Linked DNA regions of Mus musculus: regions 1 and 3 are each linked to region 2. Evidence: chromatin contacts called from public HiChIP or PLAC-seq and promoter capture Hi-C data. All regions are on one chromosome and are shown on one strand. The core of a region is the stretch at or near the end of the contact, and the rest is flanking DNA. Distances in the headings are between cores, read along the strand shown. Region 1 overlaps Kif16b (kinesin family member 16B). Region 2 holds the start of Flrt3 (fibronectin leucine rich transmembrane protein 3). Region 3 holds the start of Otor (otoraplin).

Evidence for each region. Promoter capture Hi-C pulls out the DNA fragments that hold promoters and counts their contacts. HiChIP or PLAC-seq counts read pairs in DNA pulled down with a chosen protein or histone mark.
Region 1: a contact with region 2 is called in a promoter capture Hi-C map of the 3T3-L1 cell line, with 15 times the contacts expected there. The contact joins the enhancer-like site here to the promoter of Flrt3 in region 2. A contact is called at or near these places in 6 of 39 promoter capture datasets (the 3T3-L1 cell line, 3T3-L1-derived adipocytes, liver and 1 more) and 2 of 115 datasets of contacts at active chromatin or transcription factors (embryonic forebrain and stem cell-derived neural progenitor cells).
Region 3: a contact with region 2 is called in an H3K4me3 HiChIP or PLAC-seq map of embryonic limb bud, with 13 times the contacts expected there. The contact joins the promoter of Otor here to the promoter of Flrt3 in region 2. A contact is called at or near these places in 7 of 39 promoter capture datasets (the 3T3-L1 cell line, cranial neural crest, embryonic stem cells and 4 more), 4 of 484 Hi-C or Micro-C datasets (the N1E-115 cell line, cerebral cortex, embryonic fibroblasts and 1 more), 4 of 115 datasets of contacts at active chromatin or transcription factors (embryonic forebrain, embryonic limb bud, forebrain and 1 more) and 1 of 9 other capture datasets (liver).

Annotation. Positions count from the first base shown.
Region 1 is chr2:142,730,475-142,733,367 of GRCm38.p6, forward strand. All of the region lies in intron 17 of Kif16b (kinesin family member 16B), which reads right to left. Among named protein-coding and RNA genes, the nearest start is that of Kif16b, 170 kb to the right of the region's middle. Within about 2 kb of position 1,342, at least 83 of the 459 cell types and tissues checked have an H3K27ac peak or open chromatin away from gene starts, as enhancers often do.
Region 2 is chr2:140,670,089-140,672,856 of GRCm38.p6, forward strand. It overlaps Flrt3 (fibronectin leucine rich transmembrane protein 3), which reads right to left and starts at 1,388. Exons shown (of 3, transcript NM_178382.4): 1 at 1,158-1,388. All of the region lies in intron 3 of Macrod2 (mono-ADP ribosylhydrolase 2), which reads left to right.
Region 3 is chr2:143,077,090-143,080,135 of GRCm38.p6, forward strand. It overlaps Otor (otoraplin), which reads left to right and starts at 1,304. Exons shown (of 4, transcript NM_020595.3): 1 at 1,304-1,525; 2 at 1,835-1,974; 3 at 2,837-2,944. The coding sequence starts at 1,411.

The DNA of each region.
Region 1 (2,893 bases), core at 92-2,591, 2.1 Mb after region 2:
TGGGTCCTAGGTAACAACCAAGACACTGGGGAAAGGCACCCGTTTCTACATGGTTGTAGGCAGGAACCCTGGCTTCTGCTTACTGGCAGTACAGCCTGGAACTGCATCCCAGAAGCTGAACTCACAAGGATATATATTCAAGAACTCAAGACCATTTCTCAAAATTGTTTACAAGAAAAAGAAACTTACACAGTATTAGTGGAAGGTGATCAAATAAATAATTTATTAATGTGCAATCAGGGACCTTCAAATTCTTCTCTCTGAACTAGAAATGCCAGCACTACATTTTTCTGCCTCAAGGAAGTTACTATGGAGAACACCAGAATTAGCCACAAATTTCTTCAGGCTAATGGCATATGATAGCCAGAAACTAAACAATAAAACATAAATCAATAGAAGATAAGTCCAGTTAGACATGGAATATCTACAATAGAAAATTACGTGGTTATTAAAAGAGTATAAAAAAGCTTTGAAAGAAAAATATTTTTAAAAACCCTTATGAATCTAGTATGAGCCTTTCTTGGCAAACATAGTAAATGACAGACATTTGATAAGAAGATATTGAGGGAAAATGGTTGGTCCATTACTGCCCAGAAGGCTGGGGATGGAAGGCAGCAGCTGTGGGCTCTGGCAGCAAGAGCGACAGGTTATTGGCTACACCTTAGGAGTAGAACAGGGCAAAGGGTCCAGTCCAGAGTCTCAAGCCCCATCTCCTAGAGACCAACAGCATAGATTACACAGCATCCCGAATAGGGCTACTGCGTGGGACCAACTCCCCTGACATATGTCTGTGTGGGGAAACTTCACACTGAAACAGTGAGGAAGACGGAGAGAAAGGCTCACTGATAGGGGAGCAACTCGAGCAAGGCAGAGGACATGGCCACATGCCAGCTCTGCAGCAATTTTTCTACCTGTTTGTGATTTGAACCTCAGTGATAAAGTTGACCACCTTTCTTCTATCTTCTTCCCCAGATGATGGATAGCTTCAGGTCATCACAGAGTCAGGGGCCTTCCATAGTCACCAAGGGGTGCTATGGCCTTAGTGAAAATCCTGAGGTGGCTTACCAAACCCAGCCCTGACGCTGGCTTCTGACATTTGTAGGTCTAGCTTGGATTGAAACGGAGTTGCTTCTTTTTAGAATTTAATTATTCAAATTTATACATTTAAATGGGCTCGCCACTGTGCAGTACTTAGAGGAGGCTAATGTGCCAGCAAAATTTTCTTTTATTTTCAATACTGAAATGAACTTGGAAGGTATCTAATTTTGCTTCAAGCACTTTCACGAAGCTGTGAATGTTTCCGCCTCCTGCCAAACTAGCTGCCTGTTTTCAGTCTCCAGTGAGGTGGAGGAGGCTGAGCAGTCAGCTTGCTTTCTTCTTAAAGACACTGTGCCAGTGAGAGGGAATGTTCCCCTGCAGGGAAATTATCTGCTGGCAAAGACCCTAGCTGGGCAGTTCTCCAAAGTAGAGCTAACTCCCCAAGGAAGCCACCAGGCTGCTTTGCCCCATCCAAAAAGTCTCTGGCATTAAGAAGCAATGTGTGTACAAACCAGTTTCCAGAGAAGCTCGAGATGCAGGCCAGCAGCAGGTTCCAAAACTGGAATAGAAAATGTGTCCAACTTGATGTGCCCAGCCAGACAAAGGAGGCCGTTCATGATATAAAGACTTGATGTTTAAAAATATCAAGAGCCCACTAAATTCAGAGTACGGTTCTGTAGTTGCTATTTGTTTTTAGATATAGGGTACTTGAAAGATTAGTAGGTTGCCTGCTGAACAAAAAGAAAGAGAAAAAGAGGAAAGAATGGGAGGGAGGGAGGGAGAACCTGCTGCTTTGAAGACACGTTGAGTCTCACCAGATATGATGATTAGCAAAACAGCCACAACTGTTAAGATAGATTGGCTCTGGGAAAAGTACTAAGCAGAAATTTTTTTAACTACTATAAAACTCAGTCTTATTACTGCAATCTTCTAGACAAGAGATACATTGGTCTGTGATCCTTAGACACCAGCCGAGAAGGAAGCACTCACTAGGAGCGAAGGAGACAAGCAGGAGTACAGTAGCCATGGGTCATGCCCAGCACAGGCTTCTCGGGCCTGCTGATAGACTGACTCATCCAGAGCCTGGCTGCAGCCCCAGATCTGTAGATCTGCAGAGTTACTTCCTATGTGCAAGACTTGAAACTGAGTAAGGAATGGAGGGCTCTTGCTTTCAAGAAGCCCACATCAGGAAAATGCCCGGGCATGAGATTACATTGGAAAGAGAAGACATACACAGAATGTCTGCCCAAGGAAAAAAAGCAACAAATCAACTCAAACTGGAGATGGAGAGAAGCCTCCTGAGAATGTAATTCCTGGACTAAGCTTAGAAGAGAACTAAGCAGAGGAAGTGGACAGAGGGCTTCGCAGAAGCTTGTGTAGGTGTGGGGGGAAATTTATACATTAGCCAAGGATGAAGTTCAGGCTGGAAAGGGAGAGATCACATTGGAGAACAGTGTCAATGACACTGATAGTGCTTGGAGGTCACTTTGTGGAAGCCAAACGGACCAGGACCAAGGCTAGGAAGAAGACATTCCCAAGAAGGGCGCAGGGAACATAACGCAGAGTATCCTCAGTCCTTCCCTCTTCCTTTGAGGAGGCAGGAACTACAGAGTCATTCCAGGGTAATCCTAGGATGGTTTGTGTAAGACAATGCTATTGTTCTGTGATTGTGGTCAGACTTTACAACCATCTTCCACACATACTAAATCATACCCCAAGGTGACCAAGTCTCTGTCTATCCTTCCTTACCATACATGCCCAGCATAAGAGACACGAGGGACTCAGACACTACACACACGAATGAGTGAAAGCTGGCCAGCTGGAATCAGCCATTCTTTCAACTGGGAGAAGTGCC
Region 2 (2,768 bases), core at 138-2,637:
TGTTTCATCCCAATAACACAGCAAATATGTGCATTTTGAAGCATAGATTTATTGAGAACAATCAAAATAATTATTAAAAACCATTTGATTTTGTAATTTGGAAAACACCAACATTTTCCATCTCCTTTTCATTCTAAATAAGTAATAAACCCGCTCCCAATGTTGAGAAAAGATGGGCCTGTTGCACTCTTTACCTTTATGCAACCATTTTGTTTCAGACATAATTTACTGAAAAACATTTTTTTTAATTAGATACACTTAAATACCTTTTGGAAGCTTTGTGGTCTAACGCATTTGTATCAATACAATATTTTTCACTGTGTGTTGCAAGTGAAGGGACACTCTGCCTTTGCCATTTGATGAGGCTTCCCTCCCCTGTTCCCCTCACTGCATACATCAAGCACGGCTTCCAGGGTGAGCTTTGTTAGTTTTTCTGAGTGGACTACCCAGTTACTATGCTAGTCACATTCTACACTCGCCCAAGCGATAGGCTTTGACAGTCTCCTGGACTGGGAATATGGTTTGGCCCGGAGATTCTGAGTTGGATTTACTAGTTGAGATTCCCGAGCCCGGAATGCCTGAAGGAGCTGGGGCCGGATAAGCAGTGCAAGCTTTCAAATCTAGGTGTAGCTGTTAATCCTCTACAGAGGCATCCCAGTCTCCCAGCGCAGCTTTGCTGGCGGCGAGCAAGATGTATGCTTTTCATGTACTGCGTACTCATGGGCTGAGGGGTTATTGATTTCTTTCACAGTTATAGAAACAGCGATAGGTGATCATACCACACATACAGTACACACCAAGTTAGCGACCTTTCGCTTTTGTAGCCGAGAAAAATCTGCCTCTCCTATCTCAAACACTCAACTTTCCAACTGCAGTTTTCCGTGAAGCTCTGCGCGGATAGAAATTGCTTGAAACAGAGAGGAGCTATTTATTATTTTTAAAAATGATTTAAGTCTGTAAGAAACTTATAACATTCGGCTATTTTGTAAGACTTTCCCTAGAGCTGGCTTGCACGCACATCTTTGACCCGTCCTGCTGACAGAGCAAACGTGGCTACTTGGATCCCTCATGGAACCAAGCTAGTCATTTCCTTCTAGAGAGTAAGAGCAAGCGAAGTTTCTGGGACAATTATGAGAAAAAGCATGGAAAACACTTACCAGGAAGACGAGGAAAAAGCAATCCTTTATACCCTGCTGCTACAGCTGTAATTCCATTGCCTGTGAGTTGAAGTAAAAACCCTCCCCCGTCTCCGGAGCGCGGCATCCAGTGCACACAAAGCCACGGCAGCTGCAGCCTGAGCGGTCCTGCTTCAGATCACTCCTGCGCTGAGGACTGCGCGCGAGAGCATCCAGTTGACTGCGCGCAGCCCACCTCCAAGTCTGAAGTTTAAAGCTTCACCTCGCAGTGGTTGAGGAAGGGGGTGATGTCATAGGTGGGCAGGACTTAGCCCAGCTCTTGTTCAGTGAGGTAACTGGATAATCAGACAGATGAGCTTTGCCAACGCTAGAGGGGGTGAGAGAAGCCGAAATGAGCCTTTCAGTTTGCCAAAGCTGAGATGCCATTTGGTTTGTAGGCAGCAACTCTGGAATCTCCGCGCTCCCTAAAGTTTACTACTGCAAGGTAGTGATAGCACACTCAGAAAAACACAAGCACGCTAGGAGAATATTTATAAGATCACAATAGAGAAACAGGTGTCTGATGCTCAAGCCATCTGTACCAAAAATAAGTTAACAAAAGTCAGATTATTTTTATTACATTAAAATCGTAACTGTGGAGAACAGAGGATGGCAATCCCAACTAATATTGATTTGGCAAATGAGAAAGCAGGGTCAAATGGTGATTTACTTAGGAGAAGGGAGAAAATGGAAGAACAGTGAAAAATATTGAAGAAAGCAGTCTTATTGGGAAGTAGAAAGGTTTTTTTTTCCACATGCATTTTCACATAATGAAGACTGTTTTATGTACTACTAGAGAGACCACCTACATGTGTGCATAAGGGTATACCTCTACTTCAGAACTAGGAAGATACAATCACTCATATTTATCAGTCTTCCCTAAAATTAAAAGGGTTGAGCCTAACTACATTCTTTTTTATTATTATTATTATGGTTTTTGCTGCCACGAGCATGGCTGCAGTCATCAATATCTTAAAATATCTGTTAGAAATGGTTCTTCCAGGTTTAAATCATTTTAATTTGCGTACATGAATAAATAGTGACAGTTGCAAGACACTAAGATTTCTCTGCCTAATTAACAGGATTCCAAGACTTTAATTTCCAGGTATAATTTTATCATCAGTTTTCTGTTATTTGGACTTGTAAGTTTTCTCCTAAGTAAGTGAATTTAAGTGACGAATCTTGTTTCTATATTTACCCAAATAGCAATCTCCTTTCCCTTCTTTCTTTGCTTGATTCTAACAAGCTCATGACTTTATCCTTTCTAGGAAATGGTCTGTTTGTCTCTGAAGGCTAGTTGTCTGTCTTAGGAGTACATGGCTATTCTCTCCGTTAGCTTCACGTGGTTCCTAACTTGAGTTTGGCAGCTGTTTGACCTTTAGAACTCCCCTCTGAGAATGGGTGCTCTCAGGAGTGGAAGGTGACCCCTCGATAAGAGATGTTCCGACACCTATTGTTCTATGCTTGCTCTCTTGCTGACTTCTGAGGAATGGCCCACTGAATGAAAGTAGGACTTTAGCATGTTAACATCTATTGAAAAGCCAATTTCTCAGAAGTCTTCAGTAGTGCAGGTTAAACTGAGAGGTGGCCGTA
Region 3 (3,046 bases), core at 54-2,553, 2.4 Mb after region 2:
ATTAAATACATGATCCTTAGAAGAAGTTGCTACAGTTTTGATCTTGGATGTCTCTAAAACGCCACCTTCATGTTAAAACGTGTGCTCCGCCAGATTGGTGCAATTGGGAGGAGGCTGAACCTTTGAGGGGTGAGGACTACTGAGAGGCACATATGTCATTGCGGGTGACGCAAAGGAGATTGCAAGGTCCTGCTGGCTTTTCTTTCTGTATCTTCTGGTTCCTGGCCGTAAGTGGTGTTCTCTGCTACTGGCTTCTCCCAGGACATGCCACAGAGCCACATTAATGGGAGCAGTGACCATGAACTAGAACTTCCAGACCTGTAACCCACACAAACAAACTTTGTCTTTATAAATTGATTGTCTCAGGTTCCATGTCGTAAGCTAACGAACACTGGAATAAAGAAAGATTTACCTTCTTTTCTTCCCCCACTTATTTCTTGCTTCCACATTAGTAAGATCTGGTTGTGATATTAACTAATATATTATATAATCCACAGTGGCTCAGGCCAAACATAACTTCTAAGAAACCTATCACAAAATATTTGTGTAAGAGTTCTTTATATTATGTAAATACATATTTACATATACAAACAACACAAAATACATTATGCAAATATATTTGCATATATTATGCAAATCTAGAATTTTATTAGACTTACTAAAATAAAATTTGTTCTCAAGACATTTTGACTCTTTAAAATGTATATGTGTGCCGCACTGTGTGTGTGTCTGTGTTTACATGTGTGTGGACGTATGCATATGTGTTCCTGAGAAGGCCTGACATTGACAATTGGGTATCTTCCTTAGTTTCTCTTCATTTTATTTATTGAGGGTCTTGCTGAACCCAGAGCTTGCTGATTACAGTTTCTCCAGTTAGCAAGCTTGCCTCCAGGATGTCTTGTGTCTGTCTCTGCCACAATGCCTGTCTAGTTGTTGTATGGGTTCTGGGGTTCTATTCTAAACACTTGCATAACAAGTGCCTGATCCAGTGACCATCTCCCTAGTCTCCATTTTACATCTTGAACAGATTCCTACAGTCAATACATGTTTGCTCATAAACTGAAAGAACAGGAGGACAAAAGAGAAAAATAAACAGTGGTTGATAGTCTCACAGGCCTCTCAACAGAGCCCTGCTGGTAGACGCCACAAGCTGTGGCAGATACAGCTTTAAGCATGGCATGACATTTGTGTGGAACACAGACACAGGGCGTTTGACTCTCTCTGAAAAATGAAATGCCAAAAAGCCTCTGGAATCCAGTTGCACACATTATAAAATTACAGGGGAGGAGAGAGAGGGGGGTGGGGGTTGGCCCCTTCCTATTGGCTGGGTATTTACCCAGAGAGTCAGCTTTCAAATAAAAGAACCCTTGAATCAGGCAAAGAGTGCTAGTCAAAACAGCAAGAAGGAAGATGGCAAGGATATTGATTCTTTTGCTTGGGGGCCTTGTGGTTCTATGTGCCGGGCATGGTGTATTTATGGATAAACTTTCTTCTAAGAAGTTGTGTGCGGATGAGGAGTGTGTCTGTAAGGCACTGTTAACGGTTTGGTTCTCATTGTCTTTCTATCATATAATGGGAAATCTGTCTGGCAAACAGCCAGATTGTACTTTGCAGTGAATCCTAAATGTGCTCATTGTTTGCAGCTCTGTGTCTCAAGGTCTGTGTTTGGGGTCTAACTGCAGAGAATTCATTTCCTAAGATTTCCTTGTCGCCCCCCGCAACCCCCGTTTGAAACCCAGCTGTGCTCTCCTTTCCTCTCTCCTACCTTTCTTACACTTTGCCTTCTTACTCATAGGACATCTGGTCACTTCCCCCCCTTTTTTTTCTCTTCCAGATACTATTTCTCTGGCAAGAGCACAGGAAGATTACAATGCCCCAGACTGTAGGTTCATCGATGTCAAGAAAGGGCAGCAGATCTATGTTTACTCCAAGCTGGTAACAGAAAACGGAGCTGGAGAGTTTTGGGCTGGCAGTGTAAGACGAGACTGTTTTTAATACATACATACACACATACATACATACATACATACATACATACATACATACATACATACATATGTATATATTCTTAATTGTATTACTCTTAATTTTTCCTGGCTTTCCTGTCCTCAGTCCGTTTAATGTTTAACAGTAGCTGCAAAGATAATATGGAAACCGTAAGTGGAAACACAAAAATTCAGATTCATTTTTAAAAAGGGGTGATTTCACAACAAAATTAAGGGTAATTCAAACTGATGTTTTGATCAGGGGAAAAAAAACATGCATGCTGAGGTTTCTGCATTGCACATAAGTTAAGTCTCTTTCAAAAAATGTCTAAGAGGATTTGCCAAGGGTTGTGTGTGACTGGTCAGTCTAAAGGGGAAAATCCTCTTTGATTTTGCAGGAGCCACTTGCTTGACTTAAAATGTACCCACAGACCAAAGCAGAGTCCAGGGAGGGATGAAGCATGGGTGATGTCATCCAAGAGATACATCTAAAACCGATGAAGGTGTCAGTCAGGATGTACTTACTATATGTCACTTTGAATTGCTAAAAAGTGGAAAGTACACATACTGTAAAATGGGAGTCCATTTGCTTTAAATTTTTATTGACCTTAACTTCCTATAGATTCCAGATGATTTCAGGCAAAGTACGAGAGTACAGAAAGAGAAGTAATGTTAAGGTAGTGAGGCTCAGAGTTCCTGATGCTGCCAGTGAATTTCACATTTGCTCTGAATTCCCTGGAATGCACAGCTAAAGGGAGCACTGGCTTGTGTAATTTTCATTACCAGGAGAGGAGTTTCTCAAAAGCCCTGCCATCAGCTTTTCCCTAACTGCCGCTGCTTTGGGCACACAGGTTTATGGTGACCACCAGGATGAGATGGGAATTGTAGGTTATTTCCCCAGCAACTTGGTGAAGGAGCAGCGTGTATACCAGGAGGCCACCAAGGAGATCCCAACCACGGTAAGCATCTCAGAGGTGACTGGAGGATGAATCAGATTTCGGGGTAATGTAGACTTTGTTTTTGAGAATATGTCCTTCAATTTACAGTATATGCTGTACAAA